2 separate regions of the Mus musculus genome follow, and region 1 is linked to region 2. A link is a contact called in public HiChIP or PLAC-seq data. All regions are on one chromosome and are shown on one strand. The core of a region is the stretch at or near the end of the contact, and the rest is flanking DNA. Distances in the headings are between cores, read along the strand shown. Region 1 overlaps Foxk1 (forkhead box K1). Region 2 holds the start of Foxk1 (forkhead box K1).

What was found. HiChIP or PLAC-seq counts read pairs in DNA pulled down with a chosen protein or histone mark.
Region 1: an H3K27ac HiChIP or PLAC-seq map of embryonic stem cells shows a contact between it and region 2, with 70 read pairs. The contact joins the enhancer-like site here to the promoter of Foxk1 in region 2. A contact is called at or near these places in 22 of 39 promoter capture datasets (the 3T3-L1 cell line, 3T3-L1-derived adipocytes, the C10 cell line and 13 more), 10 of 15 datasets of contacts at CTCF or cohesin (CD8 T cells, the G1E-ER4 cell line, the NIH/3T3 cell line and 3 more), 255 of 484 Hi-C or Micro-C datasets (the 3T3-L1 cell line, 3T3-L1-derived adipocytes, the 63-12 cell line and 123 more), 70 of 115 datasets of contacts at active chromatin or transcription factors (the 230-238 cell line, CD4 single positive thymocytes, CD8 T cells and 46 more) and 6 of 9 other capture datasets (adipose tissue, embryonic stem cells, embryonic tail and 3 more).

What each region holds. Positions count from the first base shown.
Region 1 is chr5:142,438,563-142,445,281 of GRCm38.p6, reverse strand. The region is part of intron 2 of Foxk1 (forkhead box K1); the gene reads right to left. Among named protein-coding and RNA genes, the nearest start is that of Ap5z1, 22 kb to the left of the region's middle. Within about 2 kb of position 3,526, at least 383 of the 459 cell types and tissues checked have an H3K27ac peak or open chromatin away from gene starts, as enhancers often do. A contact at or near this core is called in the 230-238 cell line, the 63-12 cell line, 8-cell embryo and 111 more, where this site is marked.
Region 2 is chr5:142,396,568-142,403,159 of GRCm38.p6, reverse strand. It overlaps Foxk1 (forkhead box K1), which reads right to left and starts at 1,663. Exons shown (of 9, transcript NM_199068.2): 1 at 1,119-1,663. The coding sequence starts at 1,636.

The DNA of each region.
Region 1 (6,719 bases), core at 2,277-4,776, 40 kb before region 2:
ATAAACTCATGCCTGTCACTGTCAAGTAAGTTGCTGTTGGCCAATGAGAGACCCTGTCTCAAACAACAGAGAGGAAAACCGAGCACAGCCTCAGAGGAGTTCACACACACACACACACACACACACACACACACACACACACACACACACGCACGCACGCGCGCACGCACACACACACACCCGGTGGTGAGCACACTCTGAAGACAATGATGAAGCTTGCAGGCTGTAGTGCCAGTCAGCTCCTGGGGACTGGCCTGGCCCTGGCCTGTTCCAGCAGCAACCTTGATAATCTCATGCTGGCCCTGTGACAGCCTGGGCCACACCCTGGAGCCTGGCTTGCTTGACTCCTCAGTCATGCCGAGAAACACTGCTGCCTGGCTCAGGTGTCCAGGGCCCCTGACAGGCACAGGCAGCCATACAGGCAGTCACTTCTTACTTTCTTTTTCTTTTCTTTCTTTCATTTATACAGGGGAGGGAACATGCTAATCTTCTCCAGGGCCTCTTTAGCTGGCCTTGAACTTGCTAAGCAGCTGAAGGAGGCTTTGAACTCCACTGCACTTCTGCATGTTACTGTGAGCAGATTTCAAACAGAGAAACCTGAATGGAGGAGGAGTACCACACCCCACCCTACCCAACACCTTGACAGTGTCAGTAGCAGGGCCTCTCTGGTCACTTTCTTCCAGTGCCAGCCTCACAGCCAGTGTGGAGACCCTAGAACTGCTGGGTTCAGGGGAACAGTACTGTCAAATTGGGGGTGGAGGGTTACAGTCTGCAAGGGCTGCCAGGGCCAGGGCTGTGAAGGTACCACAGCTGGTAAAGTGCTGGCCACATAAGTATGAAGATCTGAAATTGATGTCTAGAACCTACATCAAAAAGCTGGGTGTGGTGGCTGGCACTTGTAATCCCAGCACGGAGGAGGCAGGAGGCAGGGGGCAGGGGGCAGGAGGGTCCCTGGGACTCACAGGCCAGTCAGCCTAGAGTAACTGGGGGGTTTTAGGCCAGGGAGTGCACCCTGAGGACACTGGGGAGAACTGGTACCTGAAGTTGAACTCTGCCCCCCCCGCCCCCCACGGGTTTGGGCACAGGGTTGTCACCCAGCTACTCGGGCAGCTGAGGTCCGAGCGAGAACAGGCAGTGAAGGGACTCGAGGTCGAGGACTTGCCTCCCAATCTCAAGTCCCTCAACAGTGTTTTCAAAAGGGGCCGAGTCACCAGGCTGGCGGGGCGGCCGCTCAGGACCCTTCTCGGGAAGTAGGTGAAGAATGCTCCTTAATAACCCGAGAGGAGTAATTCAAGAAAGAAAGACATGTGAGTCCAGGATGGAACCTTTTCCTCCCGGAAGTCCTGGATGAGGAGGAAGACCACTCGTGGGTCAGAAGGTCCTACCTAGAGCCAGGGCCGGGCTGCGGAGGCAGCAGCCTGCCAGAAGGGTGCGGGACACCGAGCACGCTGGACCACACAGAAAAGGGGAATTACAAACCCCAAGATGGGGAAAACAAGACAGAGTACAAGGAAGGAAATGGCTGGGCCCCGTAATTGTGACACACATACAATAGGAGACTCTGGCAGGAGCTGAACCAAAGACGATGGAACTTTACTGGGGAGAGGGAGGAGACGTGAAATCCAAAGTCCCTCTCGGAAACACGAGGCCCTGACGCAGAAGGACGCCTGCAAAGGGCAGGCCATGCGGGACAAGCCAGAGGGGCCCTAGGGGAGTCCCTCCACTGTGGGAACCGCACGACACCCACCATTTACTGCTGAGTTTGAACAAAAGGGCAGAGAAGGAAGATCTTCAGAGGCAAACACTGCAGACTTATCCTCAAGCATGTCTGTGCCCTGCGCAGGTGAGGTGCTCTGCGCAGGTGAGGTAGGTGCCCTGCGCAGGTGAGGTGCCCTGCGCAGGTGAGGTGCCATGCGCAGGTGAGGTAGGTGCCCTGCGCAGGTGAGGTGCCCTGCGCAGGTGAGGTAGGTGCCCTGTGCAGGTGAGGTGCCCTGTGCAGGTGAGGTGCCCTGCGCAGGTGAGGTGCCATGCGCAGGTGAGGTGCCCTGCGCAGGTGAGGTGCCCTGCGCAGGTGAGATAGGTGCCCTGTGCAGGTGAGGTGCCCTGTGCAGGTGAGGTACCCTGTGCAGGTGAGGTGCTTGCAGGCAAGCCTGACAGACAATGCAAGTTCAGTTCCCTGAACCTGCCTGCGTGGTAGAAGGGTGTAGCACGGTGTGTGCGCGCACATACATACTAATAAATACATGGATTTTGTTTTGTTTTGTTTTTTGTTTTTGTTTTCAAAAAGAATGTGTTCTTCTAAGGTAAGTGTCATGTTACTTAAGTCCCTGGAGCTCCTTCAAAAGATTAACTTTGCTTCTGAAACCACAAAGTACCCAAGGTGGAAAACACCCTAATATTAGGTACTCGTTTAAAAATCGTGTGCATATGATGTGTGTATATGTAATTATATATGTATGTATGCATGTATGTGTGCAGGTCAGAGGACAGCTCAGCTAGCTGGGCTATACGCTATCTTTGCATAGGTTCTGGAGATCTGAACTTGGTCTCACCACTGACCAGCCCAGCCCAATATCAGCTACCTTTAGGCAGTCTTACGGCAGGAGAGGGGAGCCATCGCCCTATATCTGGGGGTCTGATACTGGATCTGGGCTCTCAGGCCTTTGCCAGGCCAGGTCTATGTTTTTCGAAGACTTCTCACCGGTGCGACATCTGGGGAGGAAGGGCTGTCCAGTGCAGACACGGTGACCATACAAAAGTTCCCTGCAGGCTGATGAGACAGAGCCCAAGTGGTGCTACACAGGGACACACACCTCAGATGCAGCCACTGGGATCCCAGGAGAACTGGGATGGCCCCCACCAAGCTCGACTGGAAACCCAATGTTGCAGCACCCCAGACAGTGCAGGATGACACACAAACAGCAGGGACAGGCCAAAGGAACACGGAGGGCCCTAAACCCGCTGGTGGGGAGAAACCAAGTTGTCAGATGGGAAAGGAAACAAGGTAAGGCCTGTTGGTGCAGACAGGGACAGGAAACAGCAGACTCAGTGTCCGTAGATGCCTAGAACATTCGATGCCGCCTTCAAGTTCTAATGTGATCACAGGAAGGTTACACAACCTGAAGGAAGCACCAAAGTTTGCCAGGAAGACAAGCATTCAGGAGGCTCCTTTTCCAGAGGTACGCATGCAGAGACCTCCAGGTGTCCCTGAAGTCCTAGACAGCACAGAGCCTGACACACACCATCGCTTCCTACGTTCCTACGTTCCTACTCCACGATAAAGCGTGGCCTGTAACTTACCGGCAGAACTTGCTGTGCTGCTGGTCTTTGGCACGCCTGAATTTGACCCTCCCCGCCCTCTCCCAGTACTGATGCATGCCAGGTTAAGTGATCTACCATGGGGCTTCATCCCCAGCCCACAGTGCAGACTGGGTAATCCAGCCACCCACCAGATACACTGGGCAGGGAGTCACACACAGGGGAGGAGCTATGCAGCGCTGCACTTGATTGAAGACTTGTAACTTGCTCATTTTCTGCAGTTTTCCACTTGGTATTTTTGGACTGTGCATAACTGAAACCACAAGCAAGTGAAACTAAGGCTGGGAGTGGGTTGGGGTGGGGAGGGGAGGGGCGGGGCTCGGTGGGGTGCTAGACTTCTGATGCAGACTGGGGTGCTCTCCAAACGCAAATCTCCGAGAGCACAGGAGACTGAGCTAGCCCTAGCCCGCAGTAAAGTAGAACTGTACTACAGCTCCATGACTAAGGGGGCCAGTTCTCTGATGCCGACTTCCCTTCATTCACATCACCACTGCTAACCTTTGCTACACGTGTACATGCAGGGGGCGGGCACGGCACTGCACAGCCTGGGTGTGGAAGACGGCAACTTTAGGGACTCAGCTCTCCCCTCCACCATGCGGCTTCGGGACTGAGCTCAGGTCTTCAGGCTCGGGAGGGAGCACCTTCCTTTACTCACTGAGCCATCCCACCAGCCTTTCCATCTTAATTTTGGGACAGGGTCTGTAACAGAAGCGAACCCTGAGTTCCCAGTTTCAGCCAGACAGGCTGGCCTCAGATCTGCAATCTTCCTGCCTCAGCGCCCTGGGTGCAGGGATTCCTGGTAAATGCCTGGTGCTGGGACCCACAGGCTACTTTCATGGCTGCTATGGCAGTCTGCTGAAGTGTAGTCCCACGGAGCCTGCTTTAGCCTCAGTAGCCTCAGCAAATGATTAACCAGCTCCCTGTTTTCCTAAATCACTTGCTCTTCACAGAAAGAAAGGTCAAAACACTGCCGAAGCTGCAGTTTCTTTCAAAGAGCTCATTCATCTGCTGGGCGGAGCCCTGCAGGCAGGGACAGCCCCCCCAAAAAAACCCAACATACACACAACTCAAAACCACAGCGGAACAACCCGCCCTGGGAAATAAGGAGCCACCCAACAAACTGAAGCCAGCCTGGTGGGGGGGGGGTGGGGGGGGGGTGGAGTGAGGCAAAGGTACCGAACCCTGGGATCCGCTCCATGGAGGGAGGAGCCACAGCTGGGAGGTCCCCAAGCCTTCGGTGCCCAGGTCGGCCAATAGGGACCCGCTAGCAAAGCTCACCAAATTAGGCAAGCAGACTGAGCAGGGCGGGGCCCACTGCTGCGGGCTGGGAAGTCAAACCCTTTCCCCAAGCCTGCCCCACCCTGGCTCCCGCTGCCTGGGAGAGGAAGGGCAGGGCGTGTTTGTAAACACGTGGGCTCCACCCCTACACAGAAACTCAAACTGAGAAAGTCTTGGCAGGCGAACCTCCAGCGGCCGGCCGCTGAGCTTTACAAAAGCTCAATGGAATTCCTCAGTGTGGAGATAAACGGATGTCAACAGAGATCTTTTGTTGTGACACTTAAAGGCCCAGGGAGTCCAGAGCAAGTCCCAAGCCACTGTCAACAGCGACTGCGGACAGAGTGACCACGCACCCGTGGGAACTCAGGAGGAGCCAAGGGCCTGCCCCCTCCCAGCAGTACCAGGAATGTGGCAGACACAAAGTCGGGACTCCAAGGGAGCACTGGGGACACCAAAGCACCAACTGCTGGGCGGGGGTTCGGGGAGAGGGGGAGGTCTTTACAGCCACTGTGCCACCTGACCAAAAGCCACTCTACACCCGACCTATGATCACTCAGTGTCTTAGCCAGCTGGCTGCTGTTTTGTTTTTGAGACAGGGTCTCATGTAGCTGGGGTATTACACACGGCTTTTGATCCTCCAGCCTCCACCTGCCCAGAGCTGGGGCTGCCATGGGCCACTGCGTCTGCTGTTATCAGTGCTCAGGATCTTGCAGGCTTTCTTGGCAAGCAGCGCTCCACCAACCAGCCCCACTCCCAGCACGCACCACTTTTTCTTTGTATTGTCAATGAGAAACGTTGAAGCCAGGCATGCTTGTGCCTTTAGCCCCAGCTCTGGGGAGGCAGACGCACACAGGATAATTGAGGCCAGCCTATGTAGTGAATTCCAGAGTTACAAAGTGAGATCCTGTCTCAAAAACAAACAAACAACACAAAAAACTACACTATTCAATCCCACAATCACGTACCCTACCTAGTACTGGATATTGAACCAAGAGCCTTTGTTTGTTTGTTTGTTTGTTTGGAGATGAGGCCTCACTATATAGTCCTGGTGTTTCTATAACAAATAACGTAGCCGGCTGGCCTTGATGTGACCCTCTGGCCTCAGCTCCCAAGTGCTGGGATTTCAGGTGTGTGCCACCATGCCATGCCGGGCTAACCTAGGGCCCCTTTCAGGCCCCTAAAGTGTCTACCCCTGAACTCATCCAGGTCCTCTTCTTATTACAGGATGACAGGGTACCACTTGTTGCCCAGGCTCATTTTGGTCCTACTCAGTAGCCCAGGCTGGCCCTGAACATGCTTTTAGGGCTGCCCCACCTGTTTCTCATGTGAGTGTCGTGTGCTTGCTCAAAGCCACATGATTTCCCATGTAAATAACAGAAAGGCTACAACTTTCTTAACTGTTGGGAAGCCAGGAGCCCCAGCAATAGGTGACAAGAACCACTGGTGGGAGGGGCTTTGTGAGGAACCCTCAGTCTCTCAGTGACTGAATCATTCATTTTATATAAACAAACACCTGCACCTGCAATCCCAGCATCTGGGAGGCTGAGTCAGGAAGATTACTGCAAGTTTCAGGCAAGCCTGGGTAACAAACTGAGTTCTGAACCAGCCTCACTGCAGTGAGACCCCGTCTCAAAAAGCAAATCAGGGGCTCGGGCGGCCCTGAGGGTAAAGGTGCTTGCAGTCGAGCTGGTGGGAAGGAGAGCAAAGACTCCCACAGGCTGTTCTCTGACCTTCACATGCCCCTCCCAACAAATACATACATACATACATACATACATACATACATACATCAATATAGCTTACAAAAGAAACAGTATCAGAACAAGTCGCCCACACAGGGCCTCCCGACTGCTCTGACTGCCCTGACCTCTAAGGGGACCGGCCTGGGGCCCCGTCCAAGTTCAGCACCTGGAAGACATGCTCATGCGTTTGGAATGTGGGTCTTAAGAACAGGGAGGCTCCCAGACTGAAAAGAAGCTGGGAAGAAGCAGTCTCTGATGAAATCAATGGCTGAAGGACACGCGGCGGGTGCTGAGCACAGGCTGGCTGTCAACTCTCACCACCGCCTTCCTTCCGCGGCCTTTGCCATCACTGCAGGCTTCACAGCCTGGAAGATGTGGGCG
Region 2 (6,592 bases), core at 414-2,913:
AGGCGATGGGCTGGGGAGGAGTGGTGTTAGTTCAGGCTGGGTGGTATCTCATGATGCTGGCCAGGGTTTAGGTCAGGGCGTGACCACGGAGAAGGGGAGTGTTTCAGGGCTGGAGGGTCTGGAGTTGACCCAAAGTAAAGATGGAGATCAGGGTGAGCTGATGGTTTCAAACCATTCGAAGTCAGAGATGACCTCTGAAGACTTAGGCTGTGTGAGATAAGGGTTAGGGGTGGCCCTAGGACCTTCAGGTTAAGGGAAGTCAGGGGTAACGGCTTCTGGCTGGTAGGATGGGGGTCAAGAGTGACCCCAGGTATTGAGGCCAGGTGGGATTAGGGATAAGCTGGGTTCAGAAAGGGTTGGAGATCATGGGTAGCCAACTCCAACATGGGAGGAGTGGAAGACAGATGGGGTTGGGGAGTGTGCAAGTGTGTGTGTGTAAGTGTGTGTGTGTGTGTGTGTGTGTGTGAGAGAGAGAGAGAGACAGACAGACAGACAGACAGACAGAGTCAGAGTCAGAGTCAGAGAGAGAGAAAGGGGTTAGAATGGACCCAAGTGTTCAGGCCTGTCCAGGGTCAGGGTGACAGGATTTCAGGCTGAATGGGAGTCGGGCCCATCCAGGGATCAGTGCCCAATGAGTTAACTGGGGAGTCAGGGTTAGTTGGGTCGTGATTAAGATCAGGACAACCACGGGGTCAGAGCCAGGTGATGGGTGAGATCACCAGTAACTTAAGGATCAGGCTCAGCTGGGCCGGGTGGGATGGAGATCTGTGTAACCAGGGGTCAGAGCTAGGTGGGATCAAGACTGGGAGATGGCTAGGGAATCAGAGCCGGATAGAGTCGAGATTAGAGGGGCTAGGGCCTGGCAGGGTCGAGATGGAGGAGGGAGTGACCAAGGGCTGGGACCCGGTGGGAACGGTAAGAAATTTGAGGCTCGACCCAGGTGCCAGACCAGGCGGAGGCGAGTTCAGGGGGTGACCGGGGGGCGGGGGGTTCAGGTTGAGCAGGGTCGAGATCACAGAGTGACAAGGAGCCAAGCTGGGCGGGGTAGAGGTCAGGGGTGGCCAGGGGGTTCAGGCCAGGTCCGGAGAGGGGTGACCCGAGGGTGGCGCAGTACTCACTGTTGGGGTAGCTGCAGGGCGGGCGCTCCGCGCCTCTGGAAGGCCCCGTCCACGAAGACGCCGTTCTTGCCGAGACAGCGAAGATAGAAGTGAGGCTCCTGGAAGCTGAGCTGCAGGTGGCGCCGGGAAATGAAGCTCGACAGGCCCATGCTTAGGTCCACCGAGCCCTGCGACGAGTTGCGGCCGATGGTGACGCTGGGCTGTCGCATCAGGAACTCGAACTCCCGACCCTCCAGGCGAGCCAGGGCAGGCCCGGGGCTCTGGCGCACGGAGGCAGCGGCCGCGGCCACCAGGGCGGGCGCGGTGGTGGTGGCAGTGGCGACGGTGGAGGGCACCGGCCCGGGGCCGGGCTCGGCGGGCAGCGCGGGCGGCCCGGGTGGAGGTTGCGCCGGCGGCGGCGGGGACGTAGTGGCCGGGAAGGCGGCGGCCGCAGCCGCGGCGCATAGCACGGGGCTGCAGGGAGCCGAGCGCAGCGCCAGCAGGGCGCGGGCGCCGCTGTCCTCGCCGACTTCGGCCATGTTCGCGCAGCTCCGAGCGGCTCCGGTGGCGGCCGAGGCGGCGCGGGGCGGGGCGGGGCGGCGCGCGCGGAAACCCGGGCTGGATCGTGGCCTGGAGCGGAGCCGGGACACCGCAGGACCCTCGCGCTGCGCGCGCAGCTTCCACTCGAGGTGGGCGGGTGCAGAGAGACACAGAGCCCCCTCCTCCAGTCCCGAAGGGTGCTTGGATTCATCACGTTTTTAGGGGTGTCCTATTGAGGCTGGAGTTTAAAGTCCAGGGATGCTTGAAATGGTCTCTGCTCCTTACTGATCGTTTCTGCACAGCTACTCTTTCTGTGCTTTGCTTTTTTTTTTTTTTTGGTTTGGTATAATGTTGCAAATTACATTTTATTCATTCATTTATTTACTTGTGGTTCTTTACCACGTGTGTGTGTGCGCGCGCGCGCGCACGTGTGTTTGTGTGGTCAGAGAGGACAGCTCTCAGCAGTCTATTCTCTCCTACCCTGTGGGGTTCTGAGGATGGCATTGAGGTCGACAAGCTTGGTGACAAGCACCTTTATTTACTGAACCATCTCGATTGTTCTTGTTTTGTTGTTTGAGATCCTGTCTCATACCAAGGCTAGCCTGGTTTTGAATACCTAGATCAGGCTGGCCTCAAATTCATGATCTTCCTGTTCCAGCTTCCTGAGTGTAGCTATTAAGGTGTGTGCCTAGCCCTTTAAAATCAATTTAAAAATTCATTTTTTAAAGACAGGGTCTATGTATGTAGACCAGATTGGCTTCTAGCTGACGACCAACCCGGCTCAGGCTCCGCAATTCTTGCTGGAGTCACAGCTGTGCACCACCACAGCTGGTTCCCCTTGCTCCTTTTAAGGCGAACAGTTCTGCCTGTTTCTAGGGACTGTGGACACCCGAAGATTGACGGTAGTTGAAAACACTTAAATGGTGAACTTGGCACCATGTGAATCCCTTGAGAATTTAAGGTCCTGCACTGGGATGCTAATTCCCCCAAGTCTTCCCCCAGGACCTGCAGCGCGCGAGTGCATGCACACACATACACACTCGATTTCTCACATTTAATAATGACTGAAGGAGCTGACACAGTTGGTAAATTGCCTGATGGCACTCATCCCCCAAGACAGGAAAGTTCATTCCCCGGGACCGACTTCAAAACCCATTGAGAGCTTCGATCTTCCCAGCGCTTTGGGTAAAAGGTTGACAGATAGATCCCTGAAGCTCATTGGCCAGCCTGCCTAGCCAATCAGTGAGCTCCACGTTCATAGTGGAAACACTGTTTCAAAACAAAAACAAAAACACGAATAAAACAGGGCTAAAGGAGCACACAGTTATTCACGCCTGTGCATGCACCGGCGCACGTGCACACACAAACACAAGTGCAAACATACACACACAAAAGAATGTCTAAAAATAATGATTGAGAATAGAGATAGACATAGGTCTTGCCCTCAGTGAGCTTCATGTCGAAAGATGATACACACGTGAATTAAAGACCTACAGTGATCATTGCAATGCTCACGGCCATGCTGGATGCGTGTTGACAGAGTGCATGTGTGTGTGTGTGGGGGGGGGGCATAGTGTCCTGGGGCGGGGGGGGGGGGGAGGCTAGAAGGGAGGTTTGGTCTGCTCACAATCCCACACTTCCCTGCCTATCCATTCTGGACCCAAACTGGAAAGCCTATCACGGTGATAGAGCCGTGGATTTCAACCTTTCTCATGCTGAGACCCTTTAATACAGTTCTTCATGTTGTGGTGACCTCTCACCATAAAATGATTTCCATTGCTACTTCATAACTGTAATGTCGCTGCTCTTATGAATTATGGTGTAAATATCTGATATGCCGGATGTCTGATAAACAATTTCTCTGTGAGGTCGTGACCCATAGGTTGAGAATCATTTTCTCACGTGTCGTGCTGTCTAAATAAGTGTGTTTGAGAGGTGGGGGCAGAAGCTTTTTTTTAAATTTAGGATTGGTTTTCTTTTGGCTTGGTCTGTGCGATGTGTTTGAGATCAGGCCTCTTGTAGCCTAGGCTGGCCTCCAACTTACTGTATAGCTAAGGTTGAATTTATAATCCTGGCTCCATGTTCAAATGCTAGAATTAACAATGTGAGCCACCATGCCATGCCCCACTCCCGTGTTCCTTCTCATTCTTCAGTACTACAGTTGAGTCCAAGGTCCTGTGTGCTCAATTGCTCCACCTCTTTAAAATATTATTACATTTTATTTATTATGTAGAGGTCAGAGGGCAACTCTCCTTCCACCATTTGGGGCCTGGGAAGTAAGACTTCAGTCCTATTTTAGTGGCAAGCACCTTTACCCACAAAGGCATCTTTTGTTGTTGTTGTTGTTGTTAAACGATTTATTTATTTTATATATGTGAGTACACTGTAATTGTCTTGAGATACACCAGAAGAAGGCATCAGATCCCATAACAGATGGTTGTGAGGCACCATGTGGTTGCTGGGAATTGAACTCAGGACCTCTGGAAGAGCAGTCAGTGCTCTTAACCGCTGAACCATCTCTCCAGCCCTGCACTAAGGCATCTTATCAGCCTGTCAGCACTTTTAGTATTTTCCATTTGCAGACAGGTTTCCCCTAGTTCTCCAGACTGGCCTTATTCTTATGCTGCAAGCCAGACAAACCTTAAACCTGAGACCATCCTGCCTCAGCCTACATGGTAGCCGGATGAGATTATATTTCTGAGTCACCAGACCTGGCTCAGGCACGCACTCTCTGAAAAACGGTGGCAAAAGAACCTGACTTGGCTGTGGGAAGTGGCAGTAGGTAGGCGGTATCTTCCCCAAGTGAGGATACTTGAACCCAAGTGCAGAGGGTGAGCTGGCACAGGTTGGGGCTGACGGCCAAGTGTGGGAGGGCAGCTTCCAGCCAAGGGATGTGCATGCCTAGCACTGGAAGGTCTGTGTCTGGGAGGGATGGACAAGAGGCTACTGAGATGGTGAAGAGGAACCAAGTCATCGGAGCTAGATAAGCAAAAGACCATGGTGGACTCTTGTGGATCTGTGTGGAACCCCAAAGCCATGAGAAGTACACCCATGTGCTTGTAGTGGAGTCACCCAGGGTGCCATGGAGCTTGGCTACATCAGGGGTCAGAGTGACCGTGGATGGTAGATTTGAAGCTACTAGACCAGGTAAAGCAGTCTTAAGGACAAAGATGGGGGAGTCTCAGAAATATGACACACATACACACTTTTTTAAAATTCAACATAAGACAAGTTGGTGGCACACACCTGTGACCCCATTGTTCAGTAATCAGGGGCAGGAGAATCTCCCAGGTGTATAAGGTCAGCCCAAGTTACATAGTGCAACCCTGCCACCAACAACACAGTAGTGGGGAGACAGCCCAGTCTTTGAACTGCTTGCTGTGAAGACCCAAGTTTAATCCCTAGAACCCTGCAGAAAGAAAAAGGCCCATGGGGTGGCATGCGCTTGTAATACCAGCGCTGGAATGGTGGAGACAGGAGGATTCCCAGGACTTGTTGGCCAGTCTAGCCCAATAGAGAGACTGTCTCAGTGGAGGTGGATGTCATGCCTAAGGGTGACTCCTGAGGTTGTCCTCTTGTCCTCACATGCGTGTGAACACACGCACACATGTTCATACATGCAGATGTATACATACACACATATATGAAAACATTGATGTAGTATTACCATAGGACCCAGAATGCTATTTCTGGACATATCCAAAAGAGCTGAAAGTAAGGGGTGCAGGAGATCTCTCCATACCCATGTTCATGGTGGTTTCCCTCACAATAGCACAAGTGTGGACTCAAGAACCTACACACATTGTACATACAGCTATAGGAATACTAGTCAGCTTGGAAAAGGAAAGAAAATCTGATACCTGCTGCAACAAGAATGAACAAAATAAGCCAAACTGGACAGAACAGAGTCTTATGTAGCCCAGGCTGGCCCGGATCTCACTATGCATCTGAGGATGTCCTGAAACCTCCGCATCTACTTCTGGGTGCTAAGATTGCAGGCATGCATCACAGAACCTAGTTTATAGAGAGCTGGGGACTGAACCCAGGGCCTCATGCATGCTAGGCAAGCACTCTGCCAACTGAGCCACATCCCCAGCTCCTCTAGTCCCACTTATGTGAGGCCCAAAGAGCAGTGATGGCCAAGGGAATAGTGTTTCGGTGGGGACAGAACTTCAGTTTAGAAGGCTAGAAGGTTCTAGAGATGGACGGTGATGGTGGCTGCATAGTGGTTTTTGTTGTTGCTTGCTTGCTATCTGGCTCTCCCTAAGACAGAGTCTTACACTGTAGCACAGGCTATACTATTATAGCCAAGCTGGCCTTAAATTCATGGTAAATCCAGCCAGGCAGTGGTGGCACGTACCTTTAATCCCAGCACTTGGGAGGCAGAGGCAGGCAGATTTCTGAGTTTGAGGACAGCCTGGTCTACAAAGTGAGTTCCAGGACAGCCAGGGCTATACAGAGAAACCCTGTCTCGAAAAAACAAAAAACAAAAAAATTCATGGTCAATCCTTCTGCCTTAGCCTCCCTGGTACTGGAATTATAGGCCACTATGCCTGATATTGCATAACAATGTGAACTTAAAATGTTTATGTGTGTGTGTGGGAGGGTGATGTGTCTACACCGGTGTGTAGAGGTATGCCCTGCCAGAGTTTATGGGAAGAGGTCAGAGAAGGACACTGGATGTCCTGTGCTGTCACTCTCAGCTTTAGCTCCTTGAGATGCAAAGCTTGGAGCTAGTTCCAGTGTGAATATCCAGTACCACTGAAATGCTCTTACAAGTGGCCAATGTAACATATTTCTGTATGTATACTTTACATCAATATAACTGAACCAGACAAGACTACAGAGGACAGGAGAGGCACACTGGATCCTGGAAGGATTTGGGAACTAGATGTGGTGACGTATGTCTGCCACCCTGGTATTTGGAAAGCAGAGGCAGGAGGATGGCCAAAAGT